Regions from separate parts of the Bombyx mori genome. Here region 2 is linked to region 1. The links are chromatin contacts, called in public Hi-C maps. All regions are on one chromosome and are shown on one strand. Each heading gives the region's core, a stretch centred on a gene start, on an enhancer-like site or on the middle of the called end of the contact. The rest is flanking DNA. Distances are from core to core; before and after follow the strand shown. Region 1 has its middle 30 kb from the start of LOC134199090. Region 2 has its middle 59 kb from the start of LOC119628629.

Region 1 (6,877 bases), core at 2,688-5,187:
TTACCGGAGCCCATAGACATCTACAACGTAAATGCCGCCACCCACCTCGAGAAATAAGTAGTAAGGTCTTAGTTTTAACGGCCGCTCTACCCTTCAAGCCGAAACGCATTACTACTTCACGGCAGAAATGGGCAGGGCGATGGTACCTACCCGTGTAGACTTACAAGACGTCCTACCACCAGTGCAGGTACCGCCATCATACCTAATTGTGCCACTTCTAGAATTGGATGGCCCTTTTGAGACTGTGATGTTCACAGACTTCGTACTACGCATACACTAGTGTGCTTAATGCGAGTTTTTTAACGCTCTCGATAACGTAAAAGTTAACTCAAATTTGTATGGAGTTGGAACGTTTGCCTACGTTTGGCGCTAGGGGCGCTGTTCCAATTGCATACAAATTATGAGTTAACTTTTACGCTATCGAGAGCGTTAAAAAACTCGAACTAAGCTCACAGGCGGGTCGGCTTCGTGTTCACGTACACTCTACAGCACCAAAAGCTCTTTTAAAACAAACTTGAAGCTTCTCATTAGGATCGTGACTTTTGTATGGGCGTAGTTAAAATAATCTTAATTAATAAATAAGTCTTATCGCCGCCATTAATCTTAGGGCAACGTCACGCGTCTATTGTCGACGTTCCGTTTCACGCGCCTCAAATAACAGGTTTCCCTGAGTAACTGTAGGCATCCAGCTTTTCCTAATTCAGTTGAAGATAAATAATTCAATTACCACCAAGGTGTTCGGGAAATTGCGGGTGGCCTAGTAATTGCACTAATTACGTCAGCCCCCCATGTTATTAGTAATGAATTATTGATGTGCCGTAGCGCGTGATAAATGATCTACGCTTGTTAGGTATACGATCATTGTTTTTTTGCCACTATTGACTTTGCATTACGACTTTAGTTCCGTTGTTAGTTCTATGATTAAAAATATTAAATGAAAGTAAAAAAAACAGATGGTAAATTAACGCTTTTTTTTTCTCAAAAAATACTGACACTATCCGGCGATAGATGTCACTGTACAGAAGAAACTAACCTCCAATATCCAACACGTGAGGGCGCTGCCTGCTTCTTGTTTAACTGTCAAGTTTTATTATCATTTAATTACACCGCTCAATAATCAACATTGTTTATTGACATTCTATTACGAAGCGGTAAATAAACAGACGGGTTGGTGCAATAAAACTGTCCGTTCATCATTTCAGAGAGATTGAGGTGATAGCAAAGCGACAAATGTTCCGTAGTTCAGTGCACGGCCGTTAGAGGTCGTGATTTATGTCAAAAGTGATGCTCTTTCATGGCTCAATTTGTTTTAATAGTCGATTATGAGCACATTACTTTTTACGAGCAGTTCAAACATGATTTTAATGGGTAGTTCTTCAAATATTTACATTTAAGTGATTGGTTGCCTAAACGATTAAGCTACTTATTTACTTAATAATTGATTGTTCAATTTTAAACTAATTCGGAAGGCGTTATTACTAAAATATGTTTCCATCTGTGGTCGATTAGTGTTCATTGTAATTACAGCAATCGGTTATTGTAATGAAGTGCGAGAGAAAAATGACTTAATCAAATTTACTAATAATTAATTCGAGATAAAATCTACTTATTTGCATTTTAAATAATAGGCGCTTATCGTTTTCCTGTTGTCATTTTATTTTATTTATTTAAATATCCAAAACGAACATCATTTATTTTTGGAAAATATAATTAATAGGATTATTAATTAGCTATTAGGTCAGACTCTGTATTTGTGTAGATTTAATACATACTAAATTCGGTATTTATTTATTTATCACTTTTCGTTTCGCGTAACAAATCGGTGTCTAGCGATTTTTTACTATGAATAATGTGAATATGAATCATGTGAGTAAAATTATAATTTTTTTTCAATACAATCGGAGCAGAATGACATAATTCGGAAAAGTGTCACATCCAGTTGCATTAATATTGGTAAAAATCCGTGTGTTGCGCGGGGACTGTGTTAATCTATTGTATTTAATTTTTATTTAAAATATATTATATAAATACATTAAAAAATTATAACTCAATATATTAGATAAGAAACTAACAGCATTACATAGAATTACTGAAATATTACTTCTTATCAATGATGTAAGTGTTTAGAATACATGTTTGATTGAGTTTCACACTCGGAATAATATATTCTTAGTTTCTTAATTTCTAATCTACCCACAATTTTCAATAATAGCTTTTTGTCACTCAAAACTAACGCGGCCATTACAGATTCAATAAAAAAAAAACAACATAACATAGAAGGGCAGGCTACCCCTAAAAATTAAAAATGGCCGCTGGTGGGAGCTCTCTGGATTGGCGGCAATAATTCATTCCCCAGCCGCCAGGGGCGCTGCGTGTCATTTGTCTGTGTCCGACCCCCGCCCCGCGGAGAAATATCTCCTGAGGACCAGGGGGATTGTATTCATTTTGTTTCGAGTAAAAAGAACACAAAACAGTATTTCAAATACATATCATGCGTTTTGGTTTATCTATTATTTGGTTTATCTATCATAACTGCATTTTTTTTTTCAAAATCCTTATATATTTAATTTTAAATATTTAGGTAAGTAATCAACTTTATTTATTTTTGTTAAGAAATAAAAACAATGTAAGTGCTGAGAGTTTTCAACTCATATAATGACGACTTATTATATAATTCGACAATTCGGAAGGTCGAATATTTTCAGTAGGTATTTATTAGATAGGTATATTTTAATATTCCGATTTTAGACAACGTTTTAAATTACTAATAAATTATTACTGACTTTGTAGACCAATTCTCATTTATTTTTGATGTGAAACTTGTCAGTCTGTTTTTTATAAAGTGTTCAATATCGAAAAGTTAAAGACTAATATAATCAAATCATGTAAATAATTGGCCGCATCGAACTTAAAATTCTACACAAATCAAAAGAAAACAACAGCTGTTTCCATTATTCAATCAACAGCCTACTACTAGCTTTACAGTGGAATTTCTAATCTAATCGAAAATGTAATGAGGCCATCCAGAAGCCGAGATTGCGTAGGTGATTAAATTATTTAAAGCATTTGATTATATTTCTTTACCGCCTTATCTTACCTATACGTATAACTCACGGGACAAGTTCCATTCACTGATTAAGCTTCACAAAAAAATGCATCGTGATTAATACCTTATTCCTTAAGGTATAAGTGACAAAATTGTGTCACTGCCTATTTTTGGTAGGTCTTCGCGTGTTTGAGAGCTGTTTAGGGCGGTTACCTCACGCACTTGGAAATTATTTTAATAAACCAGGTTAGGTGAAATACTTTGATATTTTCCCCTCGAAACAAGAATTTTTTTTTTTTCAAGGGATATTCTGGAAGTTGCTTTTACGTATTTTTTATGGAGTTTAGCGACATTTCGTGCTATTAAACACAAAACTTTCTTAGTTCCAAAAAAAATACTTTTACTAAACATAAACTCGATTTTTTATAATTTTAACTTCTGAATTTATTTTTAGGATAAAACAAAACATATTTGGAAATAAAAATGTATCATTTTATTAAGATTCAAAGAGTTTCAGAATTGATAATAGGAAAGTCCTATTAACATTACCAAGAATATTTAACGCAGAACTATCAAGTCAAACAGAACATGTCCAAAAATAAATCAACCACAACAACTCTATCTTTGAAACAACAAAGCACTTGCATTCGCAAAGATTGTTATCTCATATACAAACTTAATGCATTTAAGGTTGGTAGCGACATGCTCTAAAGACATTTTACTATCGTACCGATAAACTTAACCTACAAAAGTGACCTTTATGTGACGAGAATAAAGCCTGAATTCATCTGCGCTAACACTTAAGAGATCATTGGTATTGACATCGAAAACTTTGCAGCACTCATGTGCCTTATCAACAGCTGCTTAAGGTAGAAATTTCTTTGTTGCATAATGATCGGTTAGATTAGTAAATAGTAGAGGGACTCGTCGTGATCTCGGATCGTGATTGCGACACGGTACTGCGTGCCCTTTGAACACAAGTACCGTAGCCGTGAAAAATCACTTGAACATATGCAAGCTGGAGCGGGCTTATTCTGGTGCTTCGAAACTCCAGTAAGGTACGGATAGCAGAAACGGCAAATTTATATTTTTATTTTTTTAATTGAGATTTGTAAATTAATTATTTGTTACCTTTGAAAGTAAATGAATACGACCCATCAGATTTTGTGTGGCCAACGTCTTTGTTCACGCATTTGCAATGCTAAGGATGTCGATCCATGAAATTATTGTATCTGTATTTTGTTATTGGTACTATTATATTATATGGTCTTCAGAAGAACCATATACTAGATGGGAAGACGATATAAAGAAAATAGCAACTACAAACTAGGTTAAAATTGCGCAATCCAGAGAAGATTGGCTATCCTTGGAGGAGGCCTGTACCCGAGGAGGGGTTCTTGCAAGCGGGAAATAATACCTAATATTATTCAACAAATACATTACTTATTAGTTAAGAATTGCATTAATTTTTGTTTTTATGTCACTTGTACGAAATAAAAGGCTTTTTTCTTCTTTATTTATTTATTATTATATTGTATAGCAAACCGATCGGTACGTCACTCTCGCGGCCGTATGCCCGCTCGCTATACATAGTTAGCATCTATGTCCATCTTTTTAACAGTGTATAATCTATGTTCCGGGCGCTTCCGTTTTGAGTGTGAATAGCGTGCGCCCGCGTCTAAATGTAATTAATGTTTAAAATTGAAAATTATTTCTGTTAAAGGAAGATTAAAATTCGAAATTCGATATTGGTGACTAACCCATAGTTTAAAATACCCCTGAGATCTACCCCTCACTATAATTGGTATTATTGTCTAAATTCCCACCAATCAGAATAGAGCTGTGTGTGACGCTAGAAACGTGTGCGGTTGCAATTGGATAAGAATATTGTTCCTTGACCCCACTATCCTATAAAACTGTACGATTGCTAATTCAGAATACATACGGCAACTAGTATCTCAAAAAAATAAACATGTTTTCATTTCACCGAAAATAGTCCTCAAGTCCAAAAGAAAATAGCAATACAAGTGCGGCATATCTATTGCCGCTACACTCTTTCATGGTCATCCATACGCCATCGTCATATATTTTTTTTAAAGCAAGATGTCTTATTATTCCGGAGCTAAACAGTTAAAAAAGATCTTAGGAACACAATTTGCATGTATCCTAAAATAATATTTTTATATTATTATAATAACTACTAGCTGTCCCGGCAAACATTGTTTTGCCATATATAAGATTTCTAGGGAATTTCTAGTGTAGAAACAAAAACTAACTTATTGTAAGTGTGTAAGGAGGAGGACACGAGAATTTTATATATTAGATTAATACTAGAACTAATAACTACCAAGACTAATAAATAATATGTAACCCTCAAAATATAACGAAACGTTTCATACCTACTGTGAACCGTGAACTAAATTTTCTATAAAATTAAAAACAGTTAACATTTTATTAATAAAACTAAAATTAAAACAAATGTAGGTAAATACGTAAAACAGATCCCTAAAATTTTTTTATACTTTTATACATTATTCATGGTAGCATATTAAACGACAACCGATAAAATCGGTACAGTTTAAATACGCAGTATTTATCGATTAACTACAGAGCAATCGATATGACGCCGTGTTATTTTAACATTCGAACACCGATGCCGCCCAGTAAGGCGCACAAGGGATCATAAAATATTATAGCTCTATTCTATTCGATACGTGATAACTCCCGGATCAAATGTTCGGTGAATGTTAATGTAGGGCTGGCCTGGTAGTCCTAAACAGAATTCGCTTCCGGGAAGTGTTGGTATAGACACAGTTTCTCAGATTCGATTTTTGAGTACGCGACAACATCACTATGCTATTGTTGTTTTTGTTGAACCCGATTTGACGTCGATTTGACCAGATTAATTATCTATGTAATTTCCTTTACAATCAAAGCAAATCTATATTGAAACATTGACGTTAATTATAATAAAAATTTACCTGTTCTGCTAGTGTATATTATTTTAATTATATTCACAACAATTCAACCGTTACTGATGCTTCAAGATTTCGGTTAGTTTTATGTATTAACTTTCTTTTTGCATTGTTGAAATTTTTAAGAAAAAAATATAATATATTTCCAATAATTTTATTGATGGCACTAAAGTTCATCAATAGTCACTAAAGTAAACAAAAGGAAAATGGATTGACAAATAAAAAGATGCTGATTAACTGTTAAGTATTTATCATTAGAATATATAGAATATAATTATTTAAAATAAATACAGTATCGAAATGCGTATAAATAAAATATTGCATTGCTATAGACATACAAATAGTTAATTCAAATCACATCTTTAGATGAACGTGTTAAAGCAATTATCAATCATAACATACGTTCAGATAAAGTAATAAAGCCGCATAACAAAAGATTTATGTAAACCGACCGCAATAATTCAGGCGCCAGTCAATATTTATAGTCATCAAACCCGCATTAAGACAGTCGTGGACAAAATACTTAATTACTGTAATGCGTGCTTTGAACCGGCACTTTCTCAGCCATTCGTTATTGTTGATTCGTAAAGAAATTGTGAAATATTTCTACGTACAGTTACATCCTTGCTGGTGTTGATTGGGTTCTATAATGTGAACGACCCTTTGAGACATATAGGCAAAGGTCGGTGAGGTCGTATTTATTGCGTGTATTTTCTAAATTGAAAAATTAAAACATAAGAAAAAGCTACACTATGGCTTTGATAAATAGAAACATTTTTTTATTGCTATAAAATATTAGAATAGATCTGAACATTAAGTTCTGTCTTTTCAGCTTTATCTGATTTCTATTTTATTA
Region 2 (6,448 bases), core at 2,444-4,943, 170 kb before region 1:
GTTAATAGTTTGGTAATAAATGCGCACCAGTGGACCAATAGATTTTAACTTCGAAAATCGAAAAATTCACTAACCTCCTTTTTAATCAGTTAATACGAGGAGGCTAGTTTACTGCACACTTGTTATTAAACATCTACTGAAGTTAACAAACACCATAACGTGAATGCGGAACCCATATTCCATGATCATCGGCTATCCCATTCTCTAGGCGACAACGCAACACACAGCGGCAGAAATAAGCTGTTTATTTAAACCCACCTAGGCGAGCTTACATTGTGCCGTATCACGAACAGAATCAAACAGGGTGTATCGTTCTATGAAAGACTCAACCAGCGTGACGAATTTGTGGGATCCTACTATTAATAACTCGTTTTAATGTCTCCACTGACTTACCCTAGTCACATATAAAATTCAAGATAGAATCGAGCATCAAATTAAAATTAATGAGACGCAGTCGAATCCCATTACAGGTACATTAACACTTCCAAAAACTAAGGGCTCTTACAAAGAATAAGGACATATTTCATAAATATTATACATTGTGCTCAAATAATTCAACCCGTGTCTTGGCTTCGCTCGTAATTCGTCGTGTGTGGCTTGCCACTTCCAACAAAGCAATAATGTCCAAATGTTAATTATTGCTAATGTGATTGGTGCCTTCACTCAGTTGCGTTAGGTCCTAAATTGATTGTGTATACGATTAGCTATTACACTTTTAACTAGACTATAGTGTTACACCTTAGACAAATGATCTATGATAAGCGTAGCTTTGGTAACGAGCTTCGCTAAGGTGATCGATGGTCGGGCCTTTTCTTTATGTTTATAAACAAACAGTTTTCTGACATTGTATATAACGACGTATAAATGGGATATTCTGCTACCCAATTTAATTGTAATATTATATTATCATCATATAATATCATTATAATATATGATTCATATAATCTTTTTTGTTAGCATTTGTTAGTTCGTGATCATGTTTATAATACCTACGAACTTTTGTGCGATTGCAAACGAAACTTTGTATAGGTAGTCGTTGTTGATACTGCTGAGAACGTTTCTGTAAAATGTAATTACTAAAAAAGTAATTATACAAAATTCCAATACTCAAATACAAATAAAGCTACAAAATTAAATGTTCGATTTCATAAGATGTACTACATCAGAATTTAGTTTTAGCAAACAAAACCTAAATTCAAGTATTCTAGATTTCAAAAAAATGTTCATATGATTTTCGAACGAAATTGACACGATTATTTCTTTAACAGAGCTCTATTAAATTTGACAAAATAGACATTATTTTCTTTTGATAATAGAAGAACTGTCTGTAGGAATGCAGTGGACGACAAGTGAAATATATTTTATCGTTATATCACGTGATCGAAACTAATAAAGAAAGCACGTTATGGACGTAATCTTTTCCGAGGGAAATTGTTTTTCTCTCCCCAATTCTTTATATTATGAAGGATTGTAATTTGCTGATGTCCGAAAAATATCAGTGGGTCCACTATAAATCAGTAAAACTTTTTTGTACTGGAAAGGTAATGGAGTAATTGAGAAGCCATGTAATCGGCGCTTATGCTGTTATATCGGTAAACTAGTTTCAAATTTAGAACATAAGCTAAGGTTCTTGAACTCTCACTAGTAATAGTAGCTAGTAGTTTCGGCAGTAGAAATTTAACGGAGTGTCTTGAAGGCAAAAATTAGAAAAATTACGATCATCTGACGTAAATTGATGCGTTTGCAAATATATAAATAAAAGCTTAGCTAGGATACATTCCATATGAATAAATCTTAAATCATTTAGTTAAATAATTTTAACGTGATCGTTTTCTAAAGACCTATTTCTGTCGTTATATTCATTATAGAAACACTGTTGAAGTTTGCGAAAATACGAATAAAACTCAACGCTCAACTCAAACACTATCCGAATACTGAAATAGATACTTCAGTATTAAGATGTTTTGTTTAGCGGACGTGACTGGACGCGCAGAGTCCAGAGGATTTTATTACAATCTTACGGAGATTTACGAGGTGTTCACAAACGACAAGGAGGTGCAACTCAACAGAAATATAAGACTTCAATACCGCTAACTGTAATCATCGGTTCTCGAATTTATTTACATTAAAAAAAAATCTTAATATGTTTGAACTTAATATGAACTTAATATGTTTTACTGGTGGTAGGACCTCTTGTGACTCGGCGCGGGTAGGTACCACCACCCTGCCTATTTCTGCCGTGAAGCAGTAATGCGTTTCGGTTTGAAGGGTGGGGCAGCTGTTGTAACTATACTGAGATCTTAGAACTTAGGTATATCTCAAGGTGAGTGGCGCATTTACGTTGTAGATGTCCATGGGCTCCAGTAACCACTTAACATCAGGTGAGCTGTGAGCTCGTCCACCCATCTTAGCAATAAATAAAAAAAATATGTACTCTTTGAATTGAATAGGCAAATTATGAGAGAGTATTCGATATATCGGCGATTGATATAAAATCAGTTATTTAACTTAGGTATGCCTTGAGTTGTTTTTATTATTAATGACTTCAAAGGTGTTACAACGGTTTCTAGTTTCCATCACTACATTAACTATTTTGTATTAAAAAAAAACTCACTTTGCATATTTCTAGCGTTTATGTATAATGAGTTTTTAAAATTCCAGTTTGTCCTTCAAACCGTTTTTCTCTGACACTTTATTTATCCACCTTTTATCTTGATGTTAATTTTTGCTTGTAACTTCTAACAAATATCTATCAGATGTCTATTCCTGATACAGCTCAAGACCAGTTTGAATATGTTTGCTTGTTATTCCACGTATTATAAATAACTAGATGATGACCGAGCTTTGCCCGGTTTTTTTTCTTTATAACGCCATCTTGTTGTGTCTTTAAAGCGGTTAGTTGTTCTCAATTAAGAAAAATAGTATTATTATTCGCCAATAGATGTCGGGAAGAGTTGATTATTGAAAACACGAATAAAACACAATTTTCTGAAAATAAATCGTAGCTAGATCGATTTATCGCCCCCGAAATCCCCTGTATACTAAATTTTATGAAAATCGTCGGAGCCGTTTCCGAGATTCAGATTATATATATACAAGAATTGCTCGTTTAAAGGTAATAGAGGTCCCGCAGTAGTCGAAATTCGACTATAATTAATTGGAATTGTAAGTTTGTACACTATTATGATTGTATTTTATACCTCTATAAGACTACACTATAAAAAATATTAACAAAAACAAACAATATTTTATTCTCAATTTGACAACAGACGTCAAGAACAAAAGCTTGACGATAAATAGTATGCATGCGGGTGTGCGTCAAATAGATGGTATGTAGTGTTTTTAATGTTTTTTTTATTGATTTAATGTATCTTTTATGCATTATTTAAAAAAAATATTAGCATTCTGCACTTCTTCTCTATATTCTCTAAAAGTGTGGAAAATTTCATACTCCTCCGTCCGCGCAATTTTCGTAAAAAGGATACAAAGTTTTTGCTTCACGTATCAATATATAGATAAGATTGCTGTAACCACGTACTAGAAATAGGTTGATATCAAATTGCAGTAACTTTATTCGTTTCCTTTACATTCGAAATTCACAGCAAACGCTATCTTAAATCTGAATACATTAGTAGGCACCGTCTCCGTGTGTACGCGCTGTTGCCAACTCGGTATCATCTTATTTGCTTGGCGTCGATGCAGCAACGATGTGCTGATTTATCGCAATGTGCCAACCTACAAAAGTTTAAAGATTAAATAGTTTTTTTTTTCGCTGTATCATTGCCAATGTTTTACTCATAATCCTGTGCTGTATGCTTATTAATTTGAGTTATGTACAATATCTACTATGTGAATTCTTAAAAAGCACTTTATAGTTCCAATAATCGTATTTCATATTTGCAATCAATGTCACCAAATTTTAACGGTGATTATGAAGAAAATATTGAAGCTTTAACGTCTTATTTATTACATAATTTTATTTTGTAATAAGGGAAAATAATGTGGAGACATAAAAAAAACAGTAAATTTGTTTTAATAATTTTTTTAATCAATGAAGACTCATATAATTTCCTATTGCAATGGAACACAAACAGCTCGCATAGTTGCATCCTTCGAATGTCCCTGCTAATGGTAGCGTGCAACAAATTGTAACGGAAATAGAATGGAAGAGAAAGAGATTAGCCTGAGCAAGTCGACCGCATTAGTCGATTCTAAAAATAAAAATTAATATATAACATAGTGTGAAAGTTCAGTGTGGCGACAAATGACTACACGTCCGACCGCGTTTAAAAACTTCCGTGTAATTGGCTCGGCTTGAGAGACTTGTGATAATTTACTGCTGGGATGCGCCAGAGTTTAGTGAGATTTGAAATTTTTTTTTTCATGCCACAAAACTTGTGACTGCGTTCGAAATTTAATTTTTAAATTGTAACATTTAATTTTGTTAGGAGTCACATTCTTTGTTCACAAAACGAACGAAGGTATGTAAATAAAAACTTGTCCCAAAAAACTGCCTTTCACGTAAAAGTATAATTTGTTTTTCATTGTTGTTCAAAGTAAATGCTGAGTGTTTTTTATTCGGTCGGTTTTTTTATCCGACGTTGTCATGTTTTGCGAAATTTACGCGCAGCTTAAACCGTCTAAAAATTTTAGCTTTTGCCGTCCAAAATCCTGATAAATGAGGTTGGACAGGGGGCTCGGCGGGAAAAATCTTTTCTGTTCCCTTTTAACAGTTTAACAGTTCCTGTACAAAAATACATATTTTACTGAGTGAAAAACTCATCTCATTTCTTAGGAAATAAATCTGTACATTGGATAGTTTCTGCTATTGTAGCTTTTTTTTTGGCGCCGAATCGTACAAAAACGGTGTTAACAATAATGGCGTCGGTTTTATCAAAAATACTGTACACACTCACACTCACACTCACACACACACACACACACACACACACACACACACACACACACACACACACACGCACACACACCCACACACGCACGCACGCACACACACACACACACACACGCACGCACACACACACACACACACACGCACGCACACACACACACACACACACACACACACGCACGCACACACACACACACACACACACACAAACGCCAGCCTGTTGGGGGGGGGGATGAATTATTACACCATTCAGGTATAAAGATACGCCTCAGACAAATTCGAAAATGGAACCCTAGTTCGTATGCTATAACTTATAACAATAACTTATCTATCATTTTAAGAATCATCAAACACCATTGTAAAACGCATTTAAAAATAGTCAAATTCTTTTATGTCGCGTGAAAATTTATTTCTACACTTTCAATTTCAACTCTTCTAAAACAAAAGTTTAGGCACAAACGTATAACACTTAATTTTAGCGGTTTTGTTATGGTCGAAATCAACGACAACCCTTTTGTCTAATCCGTAAAGAATTTGCATACAAATAAAGTATTTACACATTAATCTTTTATGCGTTAACGAATGTAATAAAATCCTTATGGGGAGGGTTGGAATCTGAGACAATTTGCCATTCGCCCTCGCCGTAAGCCCACCTATGCGTCTTTCTTATTGCCGCCTAAATCTCGAATATACAACTAAGATTAATCCTGCTGAAAGAAAGGGTGTGTTTCAATCCTTTTTGAGGGATCTGCGTTCAGTTCTAAAAATGAAATATGCGTTTTTACTTTGAATAATTTATAATGGTAGTATTTTTTTTTTATTGAATGATTTTGTCGATGATTTAAGTTTTTTTTTTTAATTACACGAAAGTTTAAGTCACTTATCAAAATTGAATCACTTTAATTATTCAAATTCTTATACTATTTTGTGTAATATACCAAAATGGAAGTAAATTTCCAACAGAAATTGTGTGAAATAAGTATGTAAGTGCTTCATTAAAATTGCTTTTTCATCTTGCGCATAGATTTTCTATACTTCATTTTTTAGCCGTCGAGGCACCTAATTAATTACACTCGAGTGTCGTGTGAAACTATGCCGAGTTAACAACGGGTTTCAGGTGATAATTGCCCGGCTAATGGCTAACCAGGTATGGTTAGGTCAACTTAATGTATTCATTTCTGACGCGTCTCTTCGATGGATAAGGGGCTGTGCAATGTTAATTATGTGATTCATGCCAACTTTATCCGTTTAATTGAATGTGTAAAAGAAGCTAATATTGATTGGAATTGATAAATACTAATGCAACATTTTTTGTCATCAAAGACAGAACATACAATATTAACGTTCGTAATTCTTTGTTTAAATGTCAGTAACATTTAAAAAGTTACGTAGATTTTTGTGATAAATAGATTTTTTTGTATAAAGCGTCTTCGATTTTGGTTTTCGCCTGCACAGAATTACTATGAATTTTATGTTGACGATTTGAGCATAATTATCATGATAACATGAAATATTGTTTTTGTTACCTAAGACGTGCGA

Evidence for each region. A called contact is a pair of places that touch in the nucleus more often than the background predicts.
Region 2: a Hi-C map of posterior silk gland shows a contact between it and region 1, with 1.7 times the contacts expected there. The contact joins two enhancer-like sites. A contact is called at or near these places in 3 of 7 Hi-C or Micro-C datasets (middle silk gland, posterior silk gland and whole pupa).

What each region holds. Positions count from the first base shown.
Region 1 is chr6:5,802,296-5,809,172 of ASM3026992v2, reverse strand. It overlaps a transcript of LOC692747 not described here. Among protein-coding and RNA genes, the nearest start is that of LOC134199090, 30 kb to the right of the region's middle. Within about 2 kb of position 3,937, at least 5 of the 8 cell types and tissues checked have open chromatin away from gene starts, as enhancers often do.
Region 2 is chr6:5,969,691-5,976,138 of ASM3026992v2, reverse strand. It overlaps a transcript of Ubx not described here. Among protein-coding and RNA genes, the nearest start is that of LOC119628629, 59 kb to the left of the region's middle. Within about 2 kb of position 3,693, at least 2 of the 8 cell types and tissues checked have open chromatin away from gene starts, as enhancers often do.